2 separate regions of the Triticum aestivum genome follow, and region 2 is linked to region 1. A link is a contact called in public Hi-C data. All regions are on one chromosome and are shown on one strand. Each heading gives the region's core, a stretch centred on a gene start, on an enhancer-like site or on the middle of the called end of the contact. The rest is flanking DNA. Distances are from core to core; before and after follow the strand shown. Region 1 holds the start of LOC123111132 (MTOR-associated protein MEAK7). Region 2 has its middle 190 kb from the start of LOC123115919.

Evidence for each region. Hi-C and Micro-C count contacts between places; a contact is called where the count stands out from the background.
Region 2: a Hi-C map of leaf shows a contact between it and region 1, with 4 times the contacts expected there. The contact joins the enhancer-like site here to the promoter of LOC123111132 in region 1. A contact is called at or near these places in 2 of 5 Hi-C or Micro-C datasets (both in leaf).

What each region holds. Positions count from the first base shown.
Region 1 is chr5B:231,953,286-231,956,691 of IWGSC CS RefSeq v2.1, forward strand. It overlaps LOC123111132 (MTOR-associated protein MEAK7), which reads left to right and starts at 1,557. Exons shown (of 8, transcript XM_044531822.1): 1 at 1,557-1,814; 2 at 1,925-2,027; 3 at 2,120-2,227; 4 at 2,748-2,833; 5 at 3,147-3,385. The coding sequence starts at 1,753. LOC123111131 (a long non-coding RNA gene) reads right to left here and starts at 175. Exons shown (of 2, transcript XR_006454142.1): 1 at 1-175.
Region 2 is chr5B:232,573,537-232,576,942 of IWGSC CS RefSeq v2.1, forward strand. No RefSeq gene overlaps it. Among protein-coding and RNA genes, the nearest start is that of LOC123115919, 190 kb to the right of the region's middle. Within about 2 kb of position 1,910, at least 2 of the 8 cell types and tissues checked have an H3K27ac peak or open chromatin away from gene starts, as enhancers often do. A contact at or near this core is called in leaf, where this site is marked.

The DNA.
Region 1 (3,406 bases), core at 307-2,806:
CAGCGCGGGGAAGAGGGGCGGGATGGCGACTGATACCACGTGTTAGGTACTCGCTGGTGGTCTCTCGATTACAGTGGTATGGTTACAGGGGTGGGGATACAAGCAGGGATTCAACCTGATGAGGAAGATGAACTAGCGAAGAAGAAAGGGGAAAACACACGGCACCGCCGCCTGTTCTGATCCTAGCCGGGATGGATCGCCCTCTACCTGCTACCTGCCTTATATCCCACTATCTCTGGGTCTTCTGGGCCGAACATGTAGGAGATCCATTGGGGTCCAGTAAACTTGTGGCAAGGTCTCCTCTCTCTCTTTCGGGCCTGCTCGGTAGCATGGCTTGTGCTGGCCCAGGTGCAGCTGGGTCGCTAACACGTGCCTCCAAAGCTAAACCTCTGAAAATCGCGTCCAGCTGGACTGATTGAGATCGTTGCAAGTAACCAAACAGGCCATCGATGAATTAGTTATTAACCTTTAAAGTTTATAGTATTTAGGAAGAAAAAGAAAGGGGAATTTGAGGATTTGCCACACCTTATTTTGCAGTTTGAGGATTTGCCCCTGTTTTGTCTGTAACCCAGAATTTGCCACATCTTTGCTGAAAGATTGAGAATTTGCCCCTAACACGACTGGCCCACAACAACATGACCAAAATGCCCTTGTGTTTACCTACGTGAGAGGAACCCAGTCCAAACGTTGCCCCGATAACTCTCTCATCTCATCCTACCTGTACCTGCGGTGGCGGCGGCGATCTGCGGCGGCTACGACGACGGCGACCTCGATCACCCCGATGGCGGCGACCTGGTAAGATCGGCTACTACCCTACGTTCCTTCGACCACCTCCTGCTCCTGAACGTACGGAGAAAATCTAAAAAAAATCGGAGATTACATTCACACTTCATAGTGAACGTACAGACTGAAGACATACTGAAGAATATTACAGTGAGTATTCTTCTAGGAAAGTTTCATCACCTTTTATTGTAATCACAAAGTACATTCACACTTCATAGTTCACAACATCACAAATTACATTTACATTTTTTAGTGACATCAGAAGGCACATTAGCCCTTACTAGTTCACAAGTTAGAACAAATGCACACTAAAACATCAGCTATATTTTCTTGTTCTCTGAACTGTCACTTTCTTTCTTCCACCACCCGATGTTTCAGTCCATCAATCTTTGATTAATAGCCCCATTTCTAGTCAGGTTGGGAAGGAAAGAGCATGGACCCGTGCAAGAGCTCTGGGAAGGCACAACACAATGCGTGATCACCAAGCTCGGGGGGGGGGGGGGGGTAGGCAGGGAGACTCCCAACGCAGGTGTAGCTGCACACCGACGACGTTGCGTGGTGGCCAGCCGCCAGGACGAACAGAGTACGGGAACAGCGAGCTCATGCTCGATTGAGGATAACTAAAACAGATTGGGTTGGGGGTATTTTGGTCACAAAATTTGTACTATAATGTGCCAAATGATCCAAACAGTACATTAGGGGCAAATCCTCAATCTTTCAGCAAAGATGTGGCAAATCCTGGGTTACAGCCAAAATAGGGGCAAATCCTCAAACTGCAAAATAAGGTGTGGCAAATCCTCAAATTCCCCAAAAAAAAAATGCACACAAAGCGTCCCTTGGTGGCGCGATGGGTCGTGCAGTTGTCGTTCCAAAGGAAAAGGAAAATTGGCAGCTGGTTGTGGTGTTCGCTGCTCGCCACCGACTTTCCCGGCGCCACCGCACCGTGCACCGGCCCCACCGGCGGCGACGATGGGTAACTCACAGGCCTCTCCCTTGTCCGCCTCCTCTGCCAGCTTCGTCATGGCCTCCAGGTACCACAGCTTCGAAGCGCTGGGACCGCCACGGCAGCTGCTGCTTCACCCCAGCAGCAATTCGCGAGCATCATGCGGTGATCTCATCGCTCCGTCTCCACTTTCCGTAGGGCCTTCTCGAAGCAGGCGCTGGACGAACTGCGCGCGCACTTCTCCTCGCTCGCCGCGCAGTCGGGGACCCAGGGGCGCGCCATATCCCGCCCCGTTTTCCTTGTGAGCTCGCAGGCGCAAAAGTTTGCAACGGGGATTGGATTCGGGTGGATCCGGAATCCGTTTTCTGATGGGAAGTGATCCATCTTACGCAGGATTATTTCGGGGTACGTGGGGCGCTCGGCGATAGGCTATTCCAGTTGGTGGCGAAGGAGAGCAGCGTGGAAGATGGAGTCACCTTCGAGGGTTTGATTATCACCAAAGTTAGTACCCTTGTCCTACCGCTTGATTCAGTTAGCTCGTTCCCTTTTGGGATTCCTGGTTAACTGGACAAATTTGGTGGTATTAGTGCTGCATTTGCAATGCAATACAAGTTAAAAGAAAAGGGAGAAATGTATTTCTACTTTCTATATTATATAGTATAATACTGGATGTTCTACTAGATTTTTGACTGATTTTAAGTTGCTATCTTGTCGTTGTTGGTGGTGTTTTATTGAAACTGATTGCTATTGGTACTTTTTATTGCATGATTAGCTTGGTTGGATACATGTGCACACTACTTTAATCGCATAAACCTTAAGTTTTCAGAAAGAAAAAACTTCTGATAACAGTTTTATTGTTCTTCAGTTGCTCTGCTAATTCATCCTTTAGTAATGAACTTCATATATTTTATTTGTATTCAACACAAAGTTTTCCTTCCAATGCTAGGGAATGCCATATGTCTTGTTAGGTTTTTTTCCTTTATGTTCTGTTGTTTAATATCCGTATCTTTGTAACATGTAGGCAACATATGAAAGGGGAACTAAAGATGAAGCCGATGAGTTCATTTTTCAACTGTGCGATGTGATGGGAGATAGTATCTTAACAAGGTATTTCTTGAATGTGCTGGTAGAATTGAGTCTTCTTCTGATATGTTGGTATGTCAGTTGCCAATATTTAACTCCTTAGATGATGATTTTGTTTATGTTTGTAACGAAAGCTGCCACTTCCAAATATTTTTTCAGAGTATATGTCCCTAGATATTTGTATTCAGGGCTGTAGGTTTTTCAGAGTATCTGTCCTTATTTTTTTTCTTTTTTCTTTTTGCGTGTGAGAGTATCTGTCATTGGATATTTGTATTCAGGACTAGGTTTTACTTGACAAACCACTTACTCCTACGCTTTCTCTTTCATGCATTGTCAGGTCTGATCTGGAAGCTGTATTTGTGTCCATTCATGAAACCATATTTGCAGATAATAATGAAGCCAAGGAAGGTTCTAACAAGAGTACATTTGAAGCATTTCTCAACTCTGCGGTATTTTCGAAGGATGCTGAAGGGGTCTCTGAGAAGTCTATGTCATTATCAGACTTTAGAAACTGGTGTATTGTCATGCCAAAACTGAGGAAATTCCTTGGAAGTTTGTTGATGCCCCCTGACTCAGGTATGTGTTGCCATTCTGCAG
Region 2 (3,406 bases), core at 660-3,159, 620 kb after region 1:
GGCAAGGAACCTAGGGGGCCACCCAAAACCCATCTAGGGTTGCCCCTTGTGGCCATCGGCCCCCCTAGGGAAACCCTAGGGCGCCTCCTCCTTCCTCCTTCCCCCTATATATAGAGGGGTAGAGAGAGGGAAGTCGCACCCATTTATGCCACGGTGCTGCCATCCCTCTCCCTCATAGCCATCTTCCTCTCTATAGTGCTTAGTGAAGCTTTGCTGAGATTCCACCACCACCACCACCGCCACCACGCCGTCGTGCTGCCGGAGGACTCGAGCTACTACTTCACCATCGCTCGCTAGATCAAGGAGGTGAAGGCGTCACCAAGCCATACATGTGTCGAACGCGGAGGTGTCGTCCGTTCGGCACTTGGATTGGGAGTTCGCGGGACGGATCGTGATTGGATCACGAAGACGTTCGACTGCATCAACCGCGTTTCTTAACGCTTTTGCTTAGCGATCTACAAGGATATGTAGATGCAACCTATCCTCTCGTAGATGTTCATCTCCTAGACTGATCTTGGTGAGCGTAGAATTCTTTTTTGTTTCCCATGCAACGTGCACCCAACAGCCGGGTAGGCGGATGACCGGTCTGCTGACATGAATGTTTGTGTAGGTTGTCTTTACGTCACATGTGCTCTGACCAGCATGAATGCGGCATGAAGAGCGAGTGGACGTGACAAGAGAGGGGTTTTGTGAGGGTTCAGAGCGTTAGAGTACGACGTGGGAACTCGTGCAAATCTTTGAGTATGGTGTTGGTTTGCGAGATTTCGGACTCCCGGACTAGTCCGAACATTCTAGTTGACCACACTTGGATGGGTAAAAGTAGACATGGGCATCGACAGCCCGGCCTGAAAGCTCAACATCTAGGCTGGGCTCGAGCTTAGCTTTTTCGCCCGAAGCCTTGCCCAAAAGCCCAAAATAAGCCGAATAGAGCATAAATCATTGTTTTATTAGAAATATAGGTATAATTGTTTTTAAATATCCTGAAATCATTATTTTAATCAAAAAGGGCATTGTCCATGTGTTTCGGACCAGGCTCATGGTTGAGATTTTGAGGTCGGGCTTTATAAAGCGAGGCTCGAACCAAACGTGACCAAGAGAATGCCCGGGTTTAGGTAAAAGTGTGTGGACCGTCCGATCAAGGCATTTGCAGCCGATTTGGTGAACTGCATTGGAGTTTCCTTTGGAGATGCAGGTGCACTCATTTCCCCTATTATTTTGGTGAACCTAACAATAAAGCCAGCCCATGGGCGCGCACACTCTCTATCACACGCGCTATTTGCAAAGCACAATGTTTCCTGCTATATACCACTATAGGCATTGCTAGCAAGAAATTAGATCAGGAGTCGCTCTCTACCTTTAAGGACAGTATAAGCGAGCCCTCTCAGCGATTTGCGTTTATAACCGTCCATTTTCGTGATATGAGCATTTTTATCGTCTGATCTAATGTGTACAACCATCACTCCCATAACTGGGCTAGTTGTCCTATGGGCTGCTACGCCAGAGGCCGAAATTGAGCTCTCTAATAAACTGGGCCATCGGCCAGCCCATTCCAGCCCAGTTGTGCTTCGGTCAAGGACCCGTGCCGCGACTCGCTAGGGTCCATCGACGAGCACTCTCACGTTCGCGACAACCAGATCGATGGGAGCTCCTGTGTGATGCTCTTTGCGTCGTTGATGTTTTGCACAGGGCCAGCTCACATGGGCCGACTCATTTTGGGGTCGCATGGTGCAAAAATGCGATGAGGACAGTATAATCGAGCTTAAAGCGAGCCCTCTTAGCGATTTGCGTTTATAGCCGTCCGTTTTTGTGATATGAGCATTTTTGACCGTCCATCTCATGTGTACAACCATCACTCCACGAAACTGGCCTAATTGTCCTATAGGCTGCTACTCCAGAGGCCGAAACGGAGCTCTCTGATAAACTGGGCCATCGGCCAGTCCATTCCAGCCCAGTTGTGCTTCGGTCAAGGGCCCGTGTTGTAGCTCGCTAAAAGGGGATCCATCGACGAGTACTCTCACGTTCGTGGCAACCAGATCGATGAGAGCTCCTGTGTGACGCTCTTTGCGTCAGAGTGTTGACGTTTCGCACAGGGGCAGCTCACCTGGGCCGGCCCATTTGGGGGTCGCGAGGTGAAAAAATGTGAAAAAAAGGAAATAGACAAGCTCTGCGGTAGGCGGACTCGAACCCATGTCTACATACCCATGCTTGCGCTGTGCTAGCCAGTGCAATAGGCTAGCTCTTGTAATAGATGTGTAGCGCAACACCTAAAGAAACCAACTCTAGCGGGAAAAACTTGAAACATTCGCGAAAATTCCAAAAAACTAAAAGTCCCGGTGAGGGATCGAAGGGAGGACCTCCGGCTTGTGAAGCAGGTAGGTAGCCACTGTAACTCCTGGGAATCTACACCTTATATGGCAGCCTGTTCAATATGAACTATAAACAGCAACATATTTAAAAAAATTAAAATTTTGAACGTGATTTTTTTTAAAAGGTAAATATTTTTAGAAACGCGAAAATTTTCAAAATTATGAGAAAAAAAATAGAAACTCGAGCTCTCAAAATTGTGAACAAATTTTCCAAAACATGAACATTTTTTGAATATGTGGACAAAATTTGACAACATGAACATCTTTGGAATTTGTGAACAAATTTGGAAAGCAGGAGAATGTTTTAAATTCATGAAATTTTTTGAATTTGCAAAAATATATTCATGTTTCTTTGTGAACAAAATTTGAAAGTGGGAACATTTTAAAAAATTGTTCAGGAACATGAACGTTTTTTAAATTTGTGATCAAAATTTGAAAGTGGGAACATTTTTTGAAATTCCCGAACAAAGTTTGAAAGTGGGACCATTTTTTGTATAAGAAAGCAAATGAACATTTGACATCATAAACTTTTGTTAACATCAAAATCTATTGAATTTGTGAAGAAATTTTAAAAACTGACCCATTTTTCGAAAATTGCGATTTTGTTTGAAATTAGATCATTTTTCAAAACATGAACATTTTATGAAATTCTCCGAACATTTAAAAATTTATGAACAAATTATGAAAACATGAACAACTTTTGAATTACTGAATAAATACACAAACATGAATATTTTTTCAATATCACGAACATTTTTTGAAATTATGAACATTTTTTCCAAACCGTGAACATTTTATCAAATTCCCGATCATTTTTCGAATTTGCGAACAAAGTTTGGAAACATAAACATATTTTGAATTTGTGCACAAGTATTGAAAACAGGAATATTTTGAAAGTCATGAACATTTATTGAATTTGTGAACAAAAATTTAAAATGCGAACATTTTTGGAATTTTTTTAATTTGATACTTTTTGAATTTTCGAAATTTTCTTTAATGGAATCAAACAATTTCATAGTTCTAAACATTTTAGAAATTCC